Linked DNA regions of Mus musculus: region 1 is linked to region 2. The links are chromatin contacts, called in public promoter capture Hi-C maps. All regions are on one chromosome and are shown on one strand. The core of a region is the stretch at or near the end of the contact, and the rest is flanking DNA. Distances in the headings are between cores, read along the strand shown. Region 1 holds the start of Lcorl (ligand dependent nuclear receptor corepressor-like). Region 2 holds the start of Fbxl5 (F-box and leucine-rich repeat protein 5).

Evidence for each region. Capture Hi-C pulls out chosen DNA fragments and counts their contacts.
Region 1: a contact with region 2 is called in a promoter capture Hi-C map of adipose tissue, with 5 times the contacts expected there. The contact joins the promoter of Lcorl here to the promoter of Fbxl5 in region 2. A contact is called at or near these places in 1 of 484 Hi-C or Micro-C datasets (CD4 T cells), 1 of 115 datasets of contacts at active chromatin or transcription factors (astrocytes) and 1 of 9 other capture datasets (adipose tissue).

Annotation. Positions count from the first base shown.
Region 1 is chr5:45,856,283-45,859,330 of GRCm38.p6, forward strand. It overlaps Lcorl (ligand dependent nuclear receptor corepressor-like), which reads right to left and starts at 1,258. Exons shown (of 7, transcript NM_001163073.1): 1 at 1,065-1,258. The coding sequence starts at 1,215.
Region 2 is chr5:43,780,853-43,783,780 of GRCm38.p6, forward strand. Fbxl5 (F-box and leucine-rich repeat protein 5) reads right to left here and starts at 1,297. Exons shown (of 11, transcript NM_001159963.1): 1 at 1,113-1,297. The coding sequence starts at 1,196.

The DNA of each region.
Region 1 (3,048 bases), core at 8-2,507, 2.1 Mb after region 2:
TACCCCGTAACCCCTGCCGAAGCACACCCTCCGCTCGCAGCCCCTCTGTTGCACTGAACCAACCTGCTGGGTAACAGCTGTGGGCACACGTCGCACTCTGAGTGAGGAAAAGCAGCGACCGCAACAAGGTAAGGGAGTCCCAGTACTTCCCGCTACCCGGAGCAGCCCACTGAATGACAGCCGGGAGCGCGCAAGTTTGAAGCAAAACCGATCAGACCCCACCGAAACGGAAAACTGAACTGCATTTGAACAGGAATGGGAGGCGGGGAGGGCTACGCGAGTCCATCACATGACAGCGAAAAGAGGACCGGAGTCGTCGGGGCGTCCTCAAGGAAAGGGGGGGGGGGCGTGGGGAGGGTGCCGTCGCCATAGCAACACCCCCCATCCGTCCAGACTTCCAAAGAGGGAGGAAGAACTTCAAATCCCAACCGTCAGCTCGAGCGGCTCCTTCTTAAAGGGGTACACACAGATCCGAGGCCACTCGCAAGAGGGCAGAGGCGGCCGCCCCCCGCCCCTCAGGCGCCGCCCCCATCGCCCCTCGACCCTCTCCCGCCCCCCGCCCCCCGCCCCGCGAGCGCCCCGCAACCCCTGGTCCCGCGTCCCAGGAACTAGGCAGCGTCTTCGCCGCCAGCCCCAGGGCCGCAAGAAGGGGGTGTGTGAGCGCCCGGCCGGGGGCGCGGACCGGCTCGCCGCTCCAGGGTCCCCTCCGCCCCGGTGGAGAGCCGCGGTGACAGGGGCACCGGCGGGTGGCGACGGGCGCCGAGGAGTTTCGGGGCAGCACGAGCGGGCGGGCTGCTTCCGCGGGGTGCTCGGAGAGTGGGTCCGAACTAACAGTTCCCCGGGAGCTCGGAGCCGGGCAGGCGGGCGGCGGGGCGCGGACCGCGCCGGGCAGGGAGCCCCGAGACAAAAGGCGCCGCCGGGGCCGCCGCGCCGCCGCCGCCGCCGCTCCCATCGCTCCCCATTGAACTGACCCGAACCGGAGCTCCAACTACACCCCTCAGCCACAAACTCCTCCGGCAGCCGCACCGTGGCGCCGAGCCCGGCCCGGCCCGTGTCTCTCTTACCTACACAGTGCATGAGGCGGTGGCGCCAAGAGTCGAGTTCCCGCCGGAATCCTCTCCTCTCCGCCGCGCACCGAGGGCTCCGGCACTGAGCGGCAGCGGCGGCGGCGGCAGCAGCGGCGGCAGCGGCCATTCTCTCTCTTCCCTTGTCCATCTGCGTCCCGCGTCACGCGCCCTCATTTACATACGAGCGGCGCAGGCACGAGGCAGGGGCGCGAGCCCTCGGCGCGAGCCCCGGAGCGCGCGCCCCCCGGAGGGGGGTTGATTGACACGTGTCACTACCTTCCTCCTGCCCTCCCCTCCCCCTCCCACCGCTCCCTCGGGGAGAGGCGGGGAGGGAGCGCGGAGAGAAGGAAGCAACCTGCCGCTTCCGCTGACCCCGCCTCCTTACCCACTCCCTTCCCCTCCTCCCCCCAGAGTTTACTCAGGCAAGCCATACTGCTCCCGCCGTCCACGAAAACCCTGAGCGGGAGCGAGAAACCCGGAGGCCAGCCAGGAACCCGCGTGCTGAAGGAGCGGACCAGCAACGCCTCCCTTCTGCCCTCGCGCGGAGCGCTGGAAGTCCGAAGACTTCATTTCCCAGCCTCCATTGCGTGCAGGTCCCGTAGAGGAGCGCAAGAGAGCGACGCTGTGCCCTCTGGGCTTTGTAGTCCTCTCGCGTTGAGCGCTCTCCTAGCCTAGCCAGTTCGCACTTTTCCAGATAGCAGCTCGGCCCCAGACTTCTAATGTTTTGCCCCCAGTGGGTTTAGCCTCTAACTCCCTCCGCCCAAATGCTTGCTTCCTCGAGTTCCAAGAGGGGAGTACGGTGGAAGCCTCAAGAGTTGGCGGTGCTGGGCTAGGCAGCTCCTTAAGTGCTGGAAACTTTTCAGGGTCAATGTCATCTATCTTCACTTTCAGCGAAAGCGCTTGCCAATCATCCTACTGCATCCAGAAAAGATGTGCGAGGACATCAGTTTTGTGAAGCGAAGAGATCTTGAAAAGCGAGATTAGTTACAAAAATCGGGGGAACTAACCTTGCATGGGATTTAACACTTTGTAATTGTTATAGATGGATCCTGCTCTGTGCTAGAGAAAACTTCCTTGGGGAGAGGAGAATCTTTTGATTAAGTATATACTTAAAATTACTTAAAAAAAAAAAAAAAACTTTTGCACCAGAGCCATTTCTACACTTATGTCAGTATTGTCACAGGGGACCAAGAGCTTGTAAGCCATCCAGAGTTTACAGAGAAGTGCTGTACATTACTGGGCATTTATACTCACCTTTGCGGAAAAAAATATTTTAATTCTTAGGAACTCAAATTCTCAATTCTGTATTGCCCTATCTTGTGGTATAGTCTTATCTATCATTCTTTTTTCTTCTTAGAGTAGTTTATTGCTCAGCGTTTGTTGCATCAGAAGTAAAAATGTAGCATTACATCTTCATCAGAAATTTTCGAATGTGAAGTTTGAAGCCATGTGTTTATGAATATATGTTTGCAATCTTATCATTTGGGAGGCTAGAATAAGGTGATGTGTAGAGTAGAGATAGTCTAGATGGCGGTTCAGAAACTGAAATTTAAAATAGGAGTGGCTTATCTCCATAGTTTAGAGTGGGAAGATGGAATAGTTGTTTCCATCTGAAAGCTCATCAGGCACCATCAAAAGAGACATGAGAACAGGACCCAAAAGCATGGCCCAGCTTCTAGAAGTGTCTGATTAAAGTTACTTAATGAAAGTATGTGCTCATGCTAACTTGAAAGGAATGGTGGACTAAATAACTATGAGAGCCTAACAAACCATCCAAAACTTAATAGCTTAAAATATCAACTATGGGATAGTGAGGTGGTTTCACAGATAAAGGGACTTTCATTTCTGGGGGAATAGCTGTCTGCCAGGATCACAGAAACCAGTATTCCTATTCTTCAAGGGTCTACCCTGACTTGTCCACATGGTGGCTGTCACAGGGTTCCAAAAGGCAGCATGAGAGCTACTAGCCCCTAATCATGAC
Region 2 (2,928 bases), core at 47-2,546:
GGTGTTTAAAGGTCCACTGGCTTAGGACTAACTGGGTTTGAGTTTATTGGTTTGTTTGTTTTTCTTTTCCCAAAATGGAGGGAGAGGACTGTGCAGCCAAGATGCTAAGATCCTACACTTCAAATTGCTGGTCTTCCCGTGGCCTACCAGGGAAGACATTGGCCTCCTTCCTAGCACCTCTCCAGATTGAAAGACAACTCTTGTTTGCTGTTAATAGTGGTGCTAATTCCACGTAATCTCTGATAATTCAATTTATTTTTACGTTTAAGTTAATAATTACTTAACAGCTATTTATTTGGTTCACCTTTTTTGCAAAACATATGACTGCCCAGAATTTACTCATATATGATCTTCCGAACATAAAGTGACAATTCAGAGTTTTCAGCATCATTAGAAAAAGGTTCCCAACTCATCTTCACAAGAGTGCTTCTTCAACTTCGGCTACACCCATTAAAAGTCCAAAGTGAGTTCCACTGCAAGGCAACTTTTCCTAGGGGCCCCTCTCATTTGCTTCCAGTAAAAAGTCCAACAGAGGAACAAATTCTACAAGGAATAAAGTATCCAGGAAAAATAAAAACTGGAAGGAAAAAAAGAGTAACCAGGAAAGAGGAGTGCAGGTCTTCCCAGTCCGTGTACCGGGCTTGTGTACGGAACCAAACCAGTGCAAAGCAGGCAGGTAAAATAAGCCTGCTCCAGGGGCTGCAAGACGCTGCCTGTGGAGCCAGGAAGCAAGTCAAGAGGTCCAGAGAGAGGATGCAGTGTTTGCAGAGCGACTAAAAGAGCCCGAAGGGACCGGGCGAGCGGTGCTGTGGCTGCGAGTAACCGCAGAAGCGGCCTGCGGACGGGGAGCGGGCACCCCGCGGGCGGCCGAGCCGGACGGCCGGGAGCGCCCCTCACCCCGGCACAGGTCAGTCCCGCGAGCGCTCGTCCCAGGCCGCGGCCAGCGCGGGCTCCCGGGACCCCGGTGGGAAGGTTCGGGAGCCGCGCGGGTGCCGGGGCGCGGGCGACGGGCTCGCGCGGCGCCAACGCGGGGGTTGCGGGAGGCACGCAGGCCAGGCCTCCCGGAACCCGGCCGCTCCTCCGCGGCCGCCCTCCGCCCCGCGCTCCTTTACCTTGTCGCAGTAGCGCCCCACCAGCTGCTTCATCCGCCAGTGCGGGGCGGTGAAGACGTCCACTTCATCGGGGAAGGGCGCCATCGCCACTGCCTCAGCGTCCGCCTCAGCAGCCGCGGCCGCCGCCTCTCCATAGACACCCTCGCCGCGGGGCAGAGGCGGCGCGCCCCCCTGCGCATGCGCCCGCCCCGTCGGCGCGCGCGCCCGGGCGGTTCCGCGGGGCCGTGACGCGGGGGCGCGCGGGCCGCCGCCATGCGGTGCCGCGGCCCACGTGACCGGCGCGCGCGCTGAGGCGCCCAGAGCTCTCTCCTCCGGTGGGCATGGTCGTCCCTGGTCCCTTGCGTTACATCTCTTAAAAAATCGCACTGTCCCAGGGCGAGGGTCTTCAAGGGCGCTTCTCCGGGTGCCTGGCCTTGAGGCAGGGACCTGCGTGACCAGATCGAGCCTGCGTGCTCTGGACGGGCGGGCTGTGCGCGCGCCGAGCCCTCAGCCGCCTTTGCTGCCTCGTTCGGGTTTTGCTAGGCCTGGGATGCTGGCTCTGGGCCTAGCATGGCCTCTCCCCTGCGGCTGAGAGCTGGGGACCTGGCAGCCCCTCCTCACCCCTCCTGGCACGGAGCAGAGTGGGATGGTGGCCCTGGGGAACTGGAAACACCAGAGGGAGGACCAACACCTCAGATCAGGAACGACAGTCCCAGAGCGGCCAGATGAGCCTGCGGGGGTTTGGGGGGGGTGGGGGGGGCGGGGAGCCATCATGGCTGTCTAGTAGGGAGAGAGCCTTAGCACAAATCCCGCCATTTTAAGCCGAGGAGGCTCAGACAGGAAGAAAGGGCCATAAATGAGGTCACTGCCTAGAGAAAGGCCAGTGCACGTCACCTGTCCTCATCTAAGCCCTCCAGTAGACTTTTCCCAAGTATCAGAGCCGGCTCTCACCCCGTGGCTTTAGAATTCGTGGAAAAATGGGAGAAACACGGGCAAGGCTGAGAACCTGGGAAGGGTGTGTCGTTTTCTCAACAACCATAAACTTTGAACAGTAAGCAGAAGATATGCTACATTATTCACCTTTGTATTTCCTACCCCAAATTCATGTCAATGGTTAAAAGGAACCAGACTCTCAGAAAATGAATAAAAAGATACTTCTATTAGTGCAGCTAGTTCTGGTTACCTTTTGATATTAACATGCAAATTGAGCTGGAAAACAGACTCTGGAGATGAAGCTTAGGTTCATGGTTTCACCAAACTCTAGTTGTACTAACCTTGGAGAGCGACCTGACTTCTGTGTTCTGACCGCAGTATTCTCTTATGTAAAATGAGATGAGGGGAATAAATAACCTACTTCATAAGATTTTAAGGAAAACGGAGTACGTGTATTTTTGAAGTGCTAATAGGAATACCTCATCACGAATACTCCCTGTAAACAATGTTAGAGAAAACAGCTATGACAAAGGAAATTAAGACATTGCCCAGGATTTCACAAATCAGTACATAAAATTCTGGCCAAATGTATCTAGATCTGACGATAAGTTTGTTCCTGTGTACTGTATTAGTTGGAACAAAGAGGTGACTGAAGAAAAAGAAAAAGAAAACAACAACAACAAAAATAGCTTACAGAACTGATAAGTCTTGACAGATTTCTCCCTCCCTCTCCACCCCATTATTCTTCTTTCCTCTGTTCCCTTCTCTGTTTCCCTCTTTTCCCCTTCTTTTCTCCGCTGTTTAAGCAGGGCTTTGCCTCCATATTTTTAACAATTCTCAAAAGACATTTGCTAACCCCTCATTTGTTATATCCTAATCTTTCACTCTAGCCATCTTGGAATAT